2 separate regions of the Macaca mulatta genome follow, and region 2 is linked to region 1. The links are chromatin contacts, called in public Hi-C maps. All regions are on one chromosome and are shown on one strand. Each heading gives the region's core, a stretch centred on a gene start, on an enhancer-like site or on the middle of the called end of the contact. The rest is flanking DNA. Distances are from core to core; before and after follow the strand shown.

What was found. Hi-C and Micro-C count contacts between places; a contact is called where the count stands out from the background.
Region 2: a Hi-C map of CD4 T cells shows a contact between it and region 1, with 3 times the contacts expected there. The contact joins the promoter of ANKRD42 here to the promoter of PCF11 in region 1. A contact is called at or near these places in 2 of 14 Hi-C or Micro-C datasets (CD4 T cells and fetal cortex germinal zone).

Annotation. Positions count from the first base shown.
Region 1 is chr14:83,683,178-83,685,877 of T2T-MMU8v2.0, forward strand. It overlaps PCF11 (PCF11 cleavage and polyadenylation factor subunit), which reads left to right and starts at 1,322. Exons shown (of 16, transcript XM_028833877.2): 1 at 1,322-1,828. The coding sequence starts at 1,637.
Region 2 is chr14:83,721,387-83,724,086 of T2T-MMU8v2.0, forward strand. ANKRD42 (ankyrin repeat domain 42) reads left to right here and starts at 1,387. Exons shown (of 11, transcript XM_077964118.1): 1 at 1,387-2,403. The coding sequence starts at 2,346. LOC106993411 (a long non-coding RNA gene) reads right to left here and starts at 1,343. Exons shown (of 3, transcript XR_013404239.1): 1 at 1,142-1,343; 2 at 94-210.

The DNA.
Region 1 (2,700 bases), core at 72-2,571:
CGCTGTCACCAGCCTGGAGTGCAGTGGCGAGATCTAGGCTCACTGACACCTCCACCTTCCGGGTTTAAGCGGTTTTCCTGCCTCTGCCTCCCGAGTAGCTGGGACTACTACTACGGGCGCATGCCACCACGCGCAGCTAATTTTTGTATTTTTAGTAGAAACGGGGTTTCACCATGTTGGCCCGGATGGTCTCGAGCTCTTGATCTCGTGATCTGCCCGCCTCGGCCTCCCAAAGTGCTGGGATTACAGGCATGAGCCACCGCGCCCAGCCCGTAATTGACACATTTTAAAAGCTTATATTTAGGTCAATATCACTACTCAATGAAAAAATTACGTTTGGTTTGTGTTATGTCGCAGCTCCATAGTGAATTATTTATTTGAAAGCTTTGTGTGTTTTGCGAGCATCATTTCCAACCTGGGAAGAGAGCCCCACAAGTTTAAAAAAAAGTGTATGCGTGTGTGTCTTCCTACTTGCCCCAAACAGTGTATGCTAAGCAGGTTCTGAAATGCAGATTCACAGTGGAGATATTAGGGTCCGGCTGGCTGTGGCTGTTGAGAAACACTCTTCCTAGAGCTCAGAGTGGGCTCCTTAAAGAGCTCCTCCAAACCCCCAAGGAAAAAGCCTTTCACACTTAACCTCTAAATAAAATGCATTTTCCTGGGGATTCAACTCAGGCAAGCTCGCCTAGGTATTTTTGTGGGTGTGGGAAGAGGCGTGCTGGAATAAACTCTCCAGCGGTGGTTTTCGAGGTTACGGGTAAATTCAGCACCTCCCTCTCACTTTCCAGTTCCCAGAGGGGTAACCGGCCCCGGCAGCTGGACCCTCCCAGGCTCTCGAGAGCACCTGAGACGCTAACAGAGAGGGGGTGCGGCCGCAGAAAGCCTCCGCCCCCTCCAGCCCCCACCGTCGGTAGCAGCTACGGGGCAGGCGGGAGGAAAGATGATTGACAGGCCCGCTCAGTGGCTGGGAAGCTAGAGGGAGGGACGAAGAGGGGACGGCTGAGCCTTCTTCTTAAAGTGGTTGGGTTGGGCCTCGGGAACTGCCTTCCCCAGGCCTATTGGCTTCCCTGAATGGGTTGTTATGGTAACAAATGACCGAACAGTCCCTTATGAATCGGCCAATGAGAAGGGCCGTCTTTTCCAGCGCACCTCCGAGCCGTAGATGTTGCGAAAGTCCGGGTAGAGGCCGGAGAAGAAGGCGGTGCCAGGACGTCCTGCGGAAGGGCCGGGGGCGGGGCTCGTGACGTTACCGGGCCAGCCAATCACGCCTGGTTTTATCAGCGGCCCCGCCCTTTTACCGCACATTTCCCCTCCCCTAGTTCATTTCGCACGACGCAGCGGTTGGGAACACAGACATTTTCGGAGCTGGAGCCGCCACTGCCGCCGCCATTTTGTGTCTGTGGAGAAAGAAGCTTCTGTGGCGGCTGGAAGTGGACGGAGATCACCCGCGAGACGGCGGCGTTTCATACCCGAGGTTCCCCCTGTGTCGTCCCCCATCCCCCCTCCGCGGTCAGCATGTGGTGAAGCCGGAGCCGCGAGAGATCCGGGGAGAGGAAGAGGAGTCGGAAGGGAGGCGGGGTATCCAGAGCGGCTTCAGCTTCAGCTGCGGCGGACCTCGGAGGGGGGCCGCGGCGCAATGTCAGAGCAGACGCCGGCCGAGGCCGGTGCTGCGGGGGCCCGGGAGGACGCCTGTCGGGATTATCAGTCATCGCTCGAAGACCTGACCTTCAATAGCAAGCCGCACATCAATATGCTGACCATTCTAGCCGAGGAGAACCTGCCCTTCGCCAAGGAGATCGTCTCTCTCATCGAGGCCCAAACCGCCAAGGTTTTTATACACCCCGCAGCCTCCTATTCTTCTAATACTCCCTGATTTTAGTGTCAGCCTCATCCCAGGTCTCGCTTCCATCCCAAGGGGGACAGTGTTCCTTCTCTCCAACCCCCCACCCCCCTCCAACTCAGGCTCGGTCTTTGGCCCAGGCTTGGAGCATGGGCCTCTCGGGGGGAGGGAGTGGGGAGGATAAAGGGTGGAGTCCCACTTCCGCTTACCAACTCCCTTTTTAGGCCACCGCATTGTATATCCCGACACACACACGCTTTGAATAGAGCCCTTTTGGGTGGGGGAGACTTAAAGGCAGTTTGTGGTTTGGGGAAGTAAGAGTTAACATAAGCCATTTTAATCCCCTGGGAAGTGGGAGAGTGGGTCTCCCATTTTCCCCCAGCACCCTTTTTGGTAATTGTGTTCTGTGGGTTGGAAGGAGGTGAAGGGGGACCTGGGAGCGAGCTGTTGGTGGGTGGGAATAGGGATTTGGCCCCGAGTGGAGCAGCCGCCTGTTAGGAGCCCAACATGGCGCCTGAAAAGCACATGATGCGAAAGGGAAGAGAGGAGAATCCATTCCCTGCCAGCCAGGCAGCTGCTCACACCCGTCAGCCCCATTTTGGGGTGGGGGCGGCTAGATAAAACTTTTATTCTCCTATTGGAGGGTCTAATTTGTCCCAAAATAGGGGCAAGTGGGGTTGAGGGTGGGGTTTGGGTGGGGGGAGGAGATCTTATCCAACCTGTAGGTGGAGAACTGGCCCAGAGGGTAACAAGTACTTGCAGTTTCTCTGAAAAGTTCAGTCCCTCCTCCTCTTCCTTTTCTCTTTTTTTCTCCCTTCCCTGATAGCGAAGGAGTGTTTTTCTTTACCCCTTGATAGAAG
Region 2 (2,700 bases), core at 137-2,636, 38 kb after region 1:
GAAACTCCCCCCACAAACTGCTTAAAAGGTAACTGATCCCTTTGTTCCGGACTCAGTCTTTCTGGACCCTAGTCCGACTGAGCCAGTGATCACCTTAATAATAAAGAGCTCTCCTGAACTCTGTTCGGCCTCTCCCGTCTCTCTCATTTGTCCCGCAACACTAGCAGTGTATCCTCAGGCAATTTACTTTTTTGTTCCTTGTTTCTCTCTCTGTAAAAAGGAAGAGGAATACTTATTTTGGCAGGTTATAAGAATTGAGTCAAACTCATTTATGTTAGTATAAAAAAATGAACAAGAAAACTAATATAAAGCACTTAGATCAGTACCAGGCAGATCACAGGAACTCAATAAATGGAAATTAGTAATATTACAAAAGGTGATGGAAGTCAAAGACAATTTACTGTACCTCAAGAGAGTAGAGGTAGGATCAGGAGAATTCCCCAAATGTGTTCACAGACAAAAACTGGGGGAAAGGCAGGGTAGTTTCCTGGTAAGACGAACAGCACATGACAAGGCACAGAGATACTAAAAAGTATGCTATGTTTCTAGGACCAGTTCGTTATTCCAGAAGGGAGAAGGCAATAAGGGTGGAAAAACTGGGCCGAGAGGGGAATCTGGGTTGGTGATGCCTCTGGTGGGCAGATAATTCTTACTAATTTCTGTATTTTCTGCTGCTGGTACAAAACGTGACCCATATGTTTCCAACAAATGATGAAACAATTCATTCCTGTTGTTAAGCAATAGGGTTGTAGAGAAATATTTGAGCAGTAAACATGCTACAGTGAAAGGAACCCCGGATTTGGAGCCAGGAGACCTGAAGCAGTCTTTTGACTAATGACCTGTGTTTTTATAATGGTTTTACAACTTACCTGCTGCCTGGCCTTACCAACGTACCGACATATTGAGTCTCTTGACCTATAAAATAGGGGTAACATCTAACAAGCGATTATTTAAGAGTTGACGCTAGTAAAGTACTCAATAAAAACAGCGGCTGCAGCTGCTAAACTCTCCTTTAGGTCTTTTTCCATACTTGCGAAATGACAGGGTTACAAATTTCCTTCCAACCACCACTGAGAAAGTATACTAGGTTTGCTCAAGGACAAAAAGGCCCCGCCCGGTCCGCGCCACACAGGTCACCTACGCAGAATGCAGTCCTGGGAGGTTCCACTTGTGTCGCTCAGCGATGGAGGGCGCGATCGATGACAGGCCACTCCAGAGACGGACCTAGATAGGCTCGTGTGAGGCCGAGCCGAATTTTACCGAAAACCAGTTCACACCACCACCCGATTTGTCCAGACGAAAAGCCAAGAAACAGCTGAGGGAAAGGAAACCGGAAATGGCGTGAGCCGTGAGGAACGGGAAATGACCTCAGCACGTCGGAAGTGTACTCGTTTCCAAGGCGACGGCCTTGCTGCCTCTCCAGCCAAGTGACTGGAGTCGGGAGGCTGGAAAGCAGCTCCGAGAAAGTACCAGCCGAAGGCGGCCGCCGCCACAGCGACTCTCAGGGAGTAGCAGACGAAGACGGCGGCCGCCGCACTAGCCACCACGTGTGGAGGATAAACGGCCTACACGGCCATTCCAGCGCCGAGTCAAGGGAAAGAGTTAGCGACGACGGGGAAAGAAAACGTGAAGAGGGTGACCGCCGCTCCAGGGTCGCTGCGGGAAGCCTAAGTGGAGACGCCGGCTTGTCCCGCAGTGACTTGAGAAGGGTCAGTGAAAACCTCGGCCACTGCCGCAGCGTCTCTGGGGAGAGAGTTAGGGGGGATAGTGGCCGCAGTCACAGAAACTCTTGGGAGAGAGTTAGGGGAGACCGCAGCTTCTGCAGCAGCGACGTGAATTTTAGTGAAGTTGGAGGCCACCAAACTGCCGACTCCAGGGGAACTACCAGAGAAGACCGAGGCCTCCGCCTAAGTGGTACTTGGGAGGGAGTCAGTGACGTCCGGGACCCGCGAACTAGTGACTTCGGGTATAGAGTCAGAGACGATCGCAGTCGCCGCCTCAGTGGCTCCTGGGAGGGAGGGAGTGTCGATGGCGGCCACAGCCTCGGTAGTTCTTGGGAGGGAGTAAGTGAAGACTGCGGCTACGCAGCCAGCGACTCCTCCGGTGTGAGCGGCAGTGAAGACGCCAGCTGCCGCCTCAGTGGCGTTTGGGAGAGAGAAAGTGAAGACGAAGGTTTCTGCTGCAGCTTCTGGGAGAGAGCAAGAGAGGACCTTGGGCCCCGTCCTAGTGACGACGGAGAAGAGGGCCGCTGCCCCTGCAGTGGCTCGTGGGTGAGAGCAAGTGAAGACCGCGGCAGCATCAGGGGCCTGGACTCAACTACTCCCCAGAGTCGGAGGTGTTGCACCATGCCCGGGGTGGCTAATTCAGGCCCCTCCACTTCCTCTAGGGAGACTGCAAACCCCTGTGAGTCAGACTATGTCGTTGGCCCTCATCTCTGCCACATTCCTTTTCTTACTTAAGCGTGCAACAGTCTTAGCCCTTTCTGGCATTTCCTTTTCTCAGGTGTCGCTCCCCGTTTCCCTTTCTAATTTGTTTTTGGAGATACCAAAGCTGTCAACTTTCCCCTGTTCTGTATTATTTCAGCTTTCTTTCCTTTTTTCCATCCACACCAGTCCTCCGGGTCTTCTTGCCCAGCTTAACATCAACTCTTGTTCAGTCTTACGGACTCTTTTAAGTTCTTCCTTGGCTTCCCTGAAGCAT